3 separate regions of the Danio rerio genome follow, and all the other regions are linked to region 1. A link is a contact called in public Hi-C and HiCAR-type data. All regions are on one chromosome and are shown on one strand. The core of a region is the stretch at or near the end of the contact, and the rest is flanking DNA. Distances in the headings are between cores, read along the strand shown.

Region 1 (3,557 bases), core at 699-3,198:
GCTGTTTTTGCCCCATTAGCTTCTATTATAACCACATTTGATGGCGAATAAAAACACACAGTCTTTGTTTTTATTTACTCCATGTAGATCTGAGAGCTGAGATAGATATTTTTATTTTCTTAGACACTCTTTTCACAGGTCACTCTCACAGACACACACTCACTGACACACATATAAACACTTTAATTTGCTTTTATACTCTATTTAAAATCCAGAAACTAAGCTTTTTTGTTTGTTTTTTTGCACATGCCTATCTAAAGAGATAATGGTGCCGACTGATGATCAACAGTAAAAATTACAAGTTTTATCACTTGCCAACAGGAAAAACCATCAATAATAAAAAATGCATAATTATAAGGTTGTCATGGTTTTGTAATCAAAAAGATGTGGTTAAAATGAAAGTCAATGGGGCAAAAACCGCCACCATGAGAAAATATCTGGAAAAAGTAAAAATTAATCAAAAACAATGCATCAAAGGCAATGTTGCTTCACATGTACAAGACTGTGGTAAAAGGTTGAAAGAAATGCAGTTTCCAATTTCTTTTTTATATAGAAAATATGTTATTTTGTGTGTTTTTTCACCAAATCAGTAACATTGTTTATGAATTTGAAAATTAAGGAGTTAAAATCCTATAGTTTTCTAAACAATTTAGTAGTTTTGCTCAGGACTGTGGTTGATTAGCAGATTTGAACCAAAAAATGTATCTGATGCATTTTTACAGCAGTTTAATTCAATTGATGTTTTCATCCCGAACATAACAAAGGGTAGTAAATTTGCCCAGAGTGTATTGTTGAGTTTTGTTTTGTTTTTTTATTCAAAGCATTTTCTTAAAATATGTCTAAAAATAGATTTGTCACCAAAAATCATTCTGCTAGCTGAAACACAGGAAAGGTTATGGCTAAATTAAGACACAAAATCATCCCAGAGTGGATGAAAACATCCCCAACAGTACATAAGGGTTAAGAGCCTTGGGTACATATGAGCACATAAGTAAACACACAATTCTCCATTTCAAATGACCACAATGAATAGTCTGAAAGTAGAATACATAAAATAAAACAGATTAAGGCTTTTGAAAATAAACATTTAACTGACTGTATTTGAGAAAGAAAATAATAATATTGAAATAATATTTTTTTGCTATTCCCAGTTATTGTCAATTTTATATTGTAATAATAGTCAATCAGACAAAAGAGTAGGAAATAGATTACATTGTTGTAAATTACAATGTCTCTAGTTTGAGAACAAATGTTTGTAGTTAATGAAAAATAGATTTTCTGCAGTAAATCTTTCAGAGAATACAAAAAACTTATTTATTTGTTATTATATTTGTTAGGTTGCTTAAATTGACTTCAGTCCAACATTCTAGTAAATACCATAAAATAGCACTTTAATTAATTGAATTACTAGCTCTTTAAAAGAAGTCAATCAATACAAAAAAAATCAAAGTATAGGGGACTTAAAAGTTACCATACTTGCTTATAATTATTAACCATACAATAAACTTGCAATAATAATTTACTAACGTGCCAGCGGTAAAACTACACTTCTGATTCTCTTGGTTTTTAACAATTTCGAAATACCTTTAGTTCGTTATATATAGTTTACGCCGTTAAGAAAAACTCCCAAATATTATGGTGGAAAATAATAATTTCGACAACATCAGTTCATAACATGTAAACATTGCAGAAATGAAAGCGTGTTCAAGTCGTGTAAGACAAAACGACAGACAATCTGGAATAAAAACAATAACAGTCAAATCTCACCAACTTTTCTGACACCATATCTTAACCTTAATTCCATCTACACTCCAGGTTCTATCTTCATTTAGCGATATTGCTGAATTTGAGAAATCTTTAGTCATGTATCTCATGTGGTTTCTCCATGTCAGCTGTGACACCAGCGCTGCTGCTGAGGTCGTGTAAGCGGATGCCAATTTTTTTAAAAATAAAAGTTTTCTCTCTCCAAAGTTAAAGTCCCTTGTCGAAAATGGGAATTATAATAATATAATAATAATAACAATATATAAAAATATAATAATTACCTACCCGATTATTATTATTATTTTTTTAAATAATCCTAATGAATAAAGATGCTAACTTCTATGTTTTTGGTCAGATGCTCAGTTCTGTTTGCTTAAGTTCCACACTCTTTATGAAATAAATGAAATACGTATTTTGACGAAATCTATATGAAAATAAGTAAAATAAGTGATCCTTTTAAATTGTATTCTATTTTAACTTATCAAAAACATTTAAACAATTAACAATTGGAAAAAAATCTGTGGCATAAACATTTTGATAAAAACCTTTGGTAGATAGATTAAAAAATAGTTAGATTTATTTACAGTTTACACACAGTTTATCATGATTAATATGTGATTAATAACTACAAACAAATAATTTAATTCCATTTATTTTTAGAAGGAGCAGAAATAAATACAAAAATAAATGGGAAATTTTAGATTGTTACTGTCGGCACTGTTCAGATAACGTGATGTTTGGCGCCCTCAAGAGGTTGTAAAATGAGATGCAACCATAAAGAAAATCGCATCAAAAGAATCCCCTCCAGCTTGATGAGAGCTGTCCTGTTAGTGAGGAGGGTGCTAGAAGAGACCAGGAGGTAAGGAGACCGGGAGAAGTGGCGAAAGAAAAGGAGATTTTGGAAGAAGCTGGTCTGTTTCTCCTTTCTTCGCCCAAAACCTGGTAAAGAAAGCTCAGGGTGAGAATGGGGAGCAGCAGAGTGAGAGAAAGAAAAGGTAAAGCAGGAGGCGGAGGCAGAGGCAGAACCTTCTACTTGTTGTAACGTTATGTCAGTAACTAAAGTAATATAAATGATCGTCATAGCTTTAAACATTATTGTGTCTGTAAACATATGTATTATTAATAGCGTTGACGTGTTTTTGTGTGTGTTTTTCTTTTAAATAGTGATTTGTCAATTTCCCTCTTTGGATCAAACCATTGTACGATAACACATGCACTGTCGAGGATTGTGTCCACCAGAAAGGCACTTCATCAGTAGACCAGCAGATTCAGGAGCAGAGTGAGGAGGTGACGCAGGACGTACGCTGAGGCAGAACCTTCCACTAACGGTAAATCTCTTTATTTTTTGCATGACTGGACTTAATCACGAAAAAAGAAAACAAAATCAATATAGCTTTAAGCATTTGAAGAGTTCAGATGCAGTTTTCTCTGAAAATGTCATCAGAAATGTTCTTCTAAAATCTGAATTTTTCTTGGTCTCATTAGTTAGTTATCTGCCTAACTAACTATATTTATGTGTTATACTTTGTCTCATTTAACATAATTCAAGTTCTTATTTAAACGGTCAGACTAATCAAACATGCTAAAAATTCATGAATGAAATTTCAATTCTGAAAGGATTAATGTTCTGAAATAATATGCAAACTGTCACAAATTGTGTTCTGTTGATCAGGTGTTGGTCAAGTTTGCCTGGAAAATAGAGGGCATGGAATCTCCAGATTTTAAGTAGACTGTGTACTATATGTGATCTCTTTCTTTATCAATGTTAATCATAGACTGAAAATTATTTCTCA
Region 2 (3,557 bases), core at 781-3,280, 240 kb before region 1:
AAAATACCTGCACATTTTCTATTATTTTTTTGTTTGTTTGTTTGTCTGCATTACACTATAAATTTTGCTTATTTTAGATTTATTAGCATTAAATGCTACATTCGCAGATGTTATTTTTGACAGAACATTTAAAATATGTGGCTAGGATATTTTTTATTACAGCTTTTCTCAGTCGCTTTTGTGCGTTTCTCACAAAACTAGTGCATTTCTGCACAACAGTTAATGCATTTCTCAAAACAATTAGTTTAAACTGCAAAACCTAGATGATAAACTGCAAAAATGCGTCACATGCTCAAAATGGATAGTTCATTCCTCAAAAGCAAGTATTGATGTTAATCAAAGTGCCAGTATCATCAAAATGAAAAGTCCTGACACCATTGTTTATGAACAAGATAGTCACATGGCTTTGTCCTGTTTTCATGATGACAGTTTACTCTGTACATTTTTTCAATGCAAAAAAAGTCAGATTTTGTTGACACTTCCTGAAAATGCTCAAGACAACACTGCATACTATTTGCACAGCCATTTGAAAACTACAGTAAAGTTAGACATCACTGCATTTAGTGAGGAATCGGAGTACAACAAACTGAATATGTATGTTTCACATTTTAACTGTATATACTCTTTGCAATTCTAATTTATTCACACCATTGTGCAAAAGAATACATACACCCTTATTTACAACAAACAAACTCCCTTTGGGTAGAGTTGTGCACAACTGTACACAATATTGCAAAACATATAGGAACTGAAACTAAAATACACACAAGTCTATAAATCAATCATGAAATTGTTCAATTTTTTAGACATTATCAGGAAAATAAAGATTTAATTTTTTTTATAAAATATTGCTTAACAGATTTTGACAACTAGTTCAACATTTTTGTATGTAATGACTCAAGTAATGAAATGAAAACTATTTGTTTTATATGGAATGACTACTCAGAATTCACAAGTTTAGTTGACATAAGCAGATGATAATGTTATAAATATCAGAGAGTTGTATGAAAGTAATTGATGCATGTCCAAAAGCATCTGCAATGTGTTGGAAGGAATGAGAAACTGCTAATAGGATGTGCACAAATGACTAATTATTTTGAGAAATGCATTAACTGTTGTGCAAATGTAAATAGTGCTGTGAGAAATGCACCAAAGCCACTGAGAAAAACTGTAACTTGTTATATTTGGTCAGACCAGTGAAAAGTTTCGGGCCAGTAAAAAAAAAATCTTTAGCGTTGAATCCTGGAATATAAAACTTACTTTACCTGACACAACTTTATCCATATTTAACTTGCATGTGGCAGTGAACTTGTAATAAATTACAATAAGGAAATTATGTTGTTTTCTTCAAGATTGACTTCCAAACCATCCTATTTTATTACCTCCAACACAACAAATATGATCAGTCCCTTCATGCATACCCTCGATAACTTGTAAATGATAAATGTAAAATACAAACATAAAAACAACCGCATATTTCAGTTTGTACCTCTGTAATCGACACCAGAGTTCAGTTTCACCACCACTGGCCTCCCAATGATCTGCTTCAGGAAATCACTTGGTGTCTGCTTTCGGAGACTCATTTTAGCTGAAAATGAATGACAATGAAGTTTATGAATAGCTCTTATAAAAATGAACCATGGCTGCATTGTTAACAAAAAGGATGTGACAATAACAACAAAACGTACTAAAGACGTTTATTTTAAACCACATAAGGGGTTTCCAGAAGAGGTTTAACCTTATTTGTTTGGAAATTGCCGGTGAACGTTATCGATAAGCGGCTAATTTAGCATGCTAGCATTCCAACCCAACGTATCACTTAATAAACGTGTCATCGTATATCTAGCAAGGTAACTACAGTGCTGCAGTTTTTTAAAACCCCACTAACGTCGAATGCATTCTTATATTAAAGCATACAACATTTAACGTTATTTACCTATGTCGTTTAGCAACGTTAACCGCACGTTTCGACTGAGCGACTGCTGACCAATGAGCTCGTCCGCTTATTCTAGTTCCATGGTGTGTACACCATTCAGCCAACCAGATGCTTCGTTAGAAAGCCAGTGTACGGAAGCCGACAAGATAGCGTTATCTCCTTTGACAAAGAATGCGTAGTGGAAAAAAGAGCCAGATCGACGGTGGCAGTAAAGACGGGGAATCGTCGCTTTTGCTACATTAGGACATAAAATCGTTAGACAAACAGAAGAATGACAGATGAGCTGATAAAAATGGACGAACAAACAGACGTATAGAAACCTAGACTGACAGACAGACAGACAGACAGACAGACAGACAGACAGACAGACAGACAGACAGACAGACAGACAGATAGATAGATAGATAGATAGATAGATAGATAGATAGATAGATAGATAGATAGATAGTCTGTCTGTTTGTCAAAGTATTTTGTGTACATTGTGTATAATAAGCAACTTCAGGTTGTAGTTGAGGTGTGGCTAAAACATGTAGGAAAAAAGAAGATCCTGTATAGCCAAAAGAGAGAGAGGGAGATGGGGAAGAAAAAGCTGTCTTTTGTTCACAGGCAGAGGAGGGGATGCACCTGAGAGACAGAATCATAAAGCACTTCTGGCGCATCCAGACAGTTTGCTTGTTAGCAGGGCATTGGTAGCCCTGAGGAGGCTAGAGGTTAATTTGGTATCTGGTGCTGTGTTAAACTAAGGTCAGCGCTACAAGTCCTTAAGTCATAAACAAGTGTGGTTAAGAGCCGTGTACACACCTAGGCACGAGTTAATGAATATTCAATGAGTATTTTTCCCCTTGTTGCCAGAGTTCACATCCTAAAGGAGGGTTAAGAGAGAAAAATGTGATCTAATGCATTTTCCTATCAAAGCAATCATTCATTTAAGGAAAAAAAGGAAAGAAATTGAACGAGTTTACAGATTTTTCGGTTGTGGCACACAGCACCGGGATTTTCAGTTGTAAACAAATATGGAATATCATGACAAGGAAGCTGACACAAGCACTATGATGCTTTCTTGACTACTGGAAAAGCGTGAATGGCTTGGCTTGTTAAGCGATACTGAATAAAACACAATAGAGCTCTACAGACACAGAAAGCATTTCACAAGCTTTTTATCTTTCAGTTTTGCCTGTTGCTTGGTAGAAGATGATTCTGTCCGTCTCACATAAAGAGGGCATTTTAACCTTAATGTGCTGTCCTTCAAAAAGTTTTCAACTTAACATTTTGTAGACTGATGTGAATGTGCATAAAATTTTGACTGGGAACAAATAAAAAAAGCATTTGCTTTTCCTCAGTCAGCACAGACAATCCACTCTCACCGCAAGCCTGTGAATAACCCCACAGCTCCTATGAAAACAGTAGCGTGTTGGTAATAACCGCCCAGTGATGCCAGATGGGACTGTTTTCACCCTGCCTTCAAGACGCTGGTGAGCTCAGATGGACAGTGGCACAGTTGATTTGCTGGTACAACCCGCCTCACCTTTCTAAGCCCCCAAAGACCTGAGAGGGAGTGGAGGAAAAATGAAAAGATTACAGAGGCAGCTTCACTAGGGTTGGGGGTGGGTCAGGCTGAGGG
Region 3 (3,557 bases), core at 712-3,211, 190 kb before region 1:
TAGTTCTTCCAAACCTGTCTGAGTTTCCTTCCTCTGTTAACCACAAAAGTAGATATTTTGAAGAAAGCTGAAAACGTGTAACTTTTGACTTCCATTGTCAATTTGTTTGACCTTATATGAAAGTCAATGGTTTCAGGTTTTCAATGGTTTTCAGCTTTCTTTAAAACCACTTGAAGCTGAGTAAATAGTGAGTAATCCCTTGAACTATTCTATTATTATATATATTAACTCAACTCTGAAAACTGGACTGACAGTTTAAATTTACTAGAACTTCTCTGTTAAGCTGCTCTGACACAATTTACATTGTAAAAGCGCTATAGAAATAAAGGTGAATCAAATTGAATTTTAACAATATAATATAATATAATATAATATAATATAATATAATATAATATAATATAATATAATTTAAAATAAAATAATATATTTCCCAGTGATAGTTTGCTGCCATTGGTTGCAGCTGGAAGGGCATCTTCTATGCTAAACTTATGTTGGAAAAGTTGGCGGTTCATTTCGCTGTGGTAACCTCAGATCAATAAAGGGACTAAGCTGAAAAGAAAATGATTGAATAATATAGTTAATATATATATAATATAGGGCATCATGGTGGTGCAGTGGGTAGCACGATCGCCTCATGGCAAGGAGGTCACTAGTTCGAGCCTAGACTGGGTCAGTTGGCATTTCTGTGTGGAGTTTGCATGCTCCCCCCGTATTGGCGTGGGTTTCCTCCAGGTTCTCAGATTTCTCTCACAAGTCCAAATACATGCACTATAGGTGAATTGAATAAGGTAAATAGGCTGTAGTGTATGTGTGTGAATGAAAGTGTCTGGATTTTCCCAGTGTTGGGTTGCGGCTGGAAGGGCTGATATAATATAAAATAATATAATATAATATAATATAATATAATATAATATAATATAATATAATATAATATAATATAATATAATATAAAATAATATAATATAATAAATTCAACAAGTTAAAAAGTATAAATATAAGTTTAAAATTGTTATACTTATTAATATATTTATAATTAATTATTATTGTGCATTACATAACATTAACTGTAACATTTATATTTTTTATCAAATCGTATTATTTTAAAATTATAAGTATTTAGTTAACAAAACTTATTTTTAAAATTGTAATAAACTAATTTTGTAACACTTTACGATAAAATCCCATTACTTAACACATTAACAATGAATAGAAGAATTGTTACAGTCATTATTTAATTGCTTGGTGATTTAATTTTTTATTACAATAATCATCATCTTCGTTGTTGTTGTCATAAGAAAGCTGTGAGATACAATAAAAATAACAAAAAGTAATAAAATACAGTTATTTTTTTTATTTGACAACTCTATACAATAATGTCTCGTTACTAGTTGATTTTAATCATGAAATGCATGAATTAGTATTACTAGCAATGGCCACTTGCATAGTCAAATACTACATTCATTGATAAACTCTTGGATTGTAATAACATATTAATAAATGCTGAAGTTAAAATATGAACAGCCGCGTTATAAAAGTATTTTTCACTGTTAGTTCATGTCAACAAGCAAAAAGTATTACAGTAAATTCAGTTTTACATTTGTAGAATCCAAAAAAAATGATAAACGTAAAATATTATACGTCATTTTAAATCTGATTTTACGTGTAAATCATTACATCACGTTGATAAAGAGCGTATGTTACGTGAAGATTTTCCCCCACCCCGTTTAATATTCATCAGTCAGAATCCATTTTATAAACGAATAAAAAAAATCCTTCGTGGTCAGTCAAGTATACACCCTGAAAGCTTGGGGGCACCTTGTCCCTTTCTCGTCTCTCTGTCGGGCGAGCTCCTCTCTCTGTGAGTGAGTGAGCGAGTGTGTGTGTGTGAGAGCGTGTGCGTGTGAGTGTGTGTGTGCGTGCGTGCGTGTGTGTGCTCTGCTGTTGCTGCCCTTTGATCCCTGCATTAGTGTTAGTTAGGGGCTCGGAGACACACACTTACAGAGAGCAGCCATAGTCAAGACACGGCAACAACAACAGCACCTCCTCCTCTACTCTTCCCTGTTCCCAACAATACACTTAACCGAGGACAGCCAGGTGCACGACAAGTCCCTGCCATCAGGCTCCCTCGCAAAATTTCAATGGGAAAAGACCTTTTTTCTTCATATCCCTAAACAAGAAGGAGAATGTGATAAAAGGGGGAAAATGCCAAGGAGGAAACAGGAGCAACCCAAGCGCCTGCCTTCACGTAAGTCGTTTTCTCGTTCCGCGCGATTTTAGCGCGTCTCTGTGTGTTTTGCGCAGTAGTTTAGGGTTAAAGAGGTGAAACAGACAAAGGCACGGCGGAGGTTATTTCTCCTTTTTTAGGTCTGTGCTAGGCAGCCATGTTGGCGATGAGGGGGCTAGCGGAGCGAGCGCACTAGCGGTGCCTTTAATTGCAGATAATCGATAAAGGTCCCGTTCCGCCTAAAGGTTGCGGCCAGTAAAGCTCGCGTTATCGCCGCTTATTTGGCGCTTATGGCCGCGCGTCTTTTCTTATATGTGTCCGTGCGAGCGAGGCAGAGTCGCGCGGAAGGGAAAGGGGAGGATCTGAGGATCTGGCCGCAATAAAATGAAGGGTCAGTCGGATCAGACTGAGAGCCAGACTCAGCCTTCCATCCGTGCCCCTGCCTTTACTTAGCTCCGGCGCTATCTAGCAGCAGCCCGCAACTTAAAAATGCACCCGAAACACGTTCGACCAACTTTCCGCCTTCCGCGGTCGTATGTGAAAGTGTGTGTTTGTCCGCGACTTTTTTTTTCCTTCTTTCTTTCTTTCGTTTGTCGAGCGGGATTTTTTTAAGCTGAGGTATTTTCTTCCACCCCTCCCAGTTCAGTGGGGTTCGTGTCTGCAGGCTGCCTGTGTCAAAGCCATGGTCGGTCACCTGAAGTTCAGGGTTTTTTCCTTCCTCATGCAGCCATTCATTGCAGACAATCTGCGATCAATAACGCACAAAGGCGAAACGCGTTTTTCTCTCGCGTCGAAGCGCGTTCGACTCGAACCTTGCGGCAGCCGCTGCGTTGCGCGCGTTGCGCTTGGAATTACTAATCGCGATATTTGTTCATTTGACCCTGTGTAGCTGGATGTTAACATTGTGCTTTTATCAGCTCGCTAATAACGGCTGCAGTTGCGTGTGCCGGCCGCTAGAGGGGACGTGATCTGTACAGTGTGGAAAACATTGATCAGAGGAATTGGCGAAATGTGGCTCTGTGGCGCTTTAAGTGCACGAAAGCGAGCGCTCGTAATGCATCTTCATGCGTGTCGGCGAAACGGCGCCTTTTGAGACTTTTTTGAAAGTCAGGGATGTTATCTTTTGAGAGTTTGCTGCTCTCTGGAGTCCCCTGTTTGTATTTTAGCTGCTTTACACTGTGGAATGTGTGCTCCATAACACGTTTGTTTACATCCACTTACCTTGTCACGGTGGTTTGTGCTCAGTTTAAAGAGTTCTTCAGCGGTAGTTCAATTCAGAGTAGCCTGCTTGGAAATGCTTTGAAATAAAATAAAGCAAATCACATTTTTTTGT

Evidence for each region. A called contact is a pair of places that touch in the nucleus more often than the background predicts. HiCAR-type assays count read pairs that join an accessible place to other places.
Region 2: a contact with region 1 is called in a HiCAR-type map of caudal fin, with 4 times the contacts expected there. The contact joins the promoter of lsm6 here to the promoter of mmaa in region 1. A contact is called at or near these places in 1 of 18 Hi-C or Micro-C datasets (caudal fin) and 2 of 4 datasets of contacts at active chromatin or transcription factors (caudal fin and embryo).
Region 3: a contact with region 1 is called in a Hi-C map of hematopoietic stem cells, with 4 times the contacts expected there. The contact joins the promoter of znf827 here to the promoter of mmaa in region 1. A contact is called at or near these places in 4 of 18 Hi-C or Micro-C datasets (caudal fin, embryo, hematopoietic stem cells and 1 more) and 3 of 4 datasets of contacts at active chromatin or transcription factors (caudal fin, embryo and gastrula embryo).

Annotation. Positions count from the first base shown.
Region 1 is chr1:39,106,915-39,110,471 of GRCz12tu, reverse strand. mmaa (metabolism of cobalamin associated A) reads right to left here and starts at 1,948. Exons shown (of 7, transcript NM_001105112.1): 1 at 1,768-1,948. It overlaps LOC137490024 (a long non-coding RNA gene), which reads left to right and starts at 2,551. Exons shown (of 9, transcript XR_012407181.1): 1 at 2,551-2,759; 2 at 2,929-3,092; 3 at 3,437-3,498.
Region 2 is chr1:39,344,428-39,347,984 of GRCz12tu, reverse strand. lsm6 (LSM6 homolog, U6 small nuclear RNA and mRNA degradation associated) reads right to left here and starts at 2,030. Exons shown (of 4, transcript NM_001002077.2): 1 at 1,937-2,030; 2 at 1,490-1,588. The coding sequence starts at 1,583.
Region 3 is chr1:39,300,549-39,304,105 of GRCz12tu, reverse strand. znf827 (zinc finger protein 827) reads left to right here and starts at 1,961. Exons shown (of 13, transcript XM_073952597.1): 1 at 1,961-2,245. The coding sequence starts at 2,203.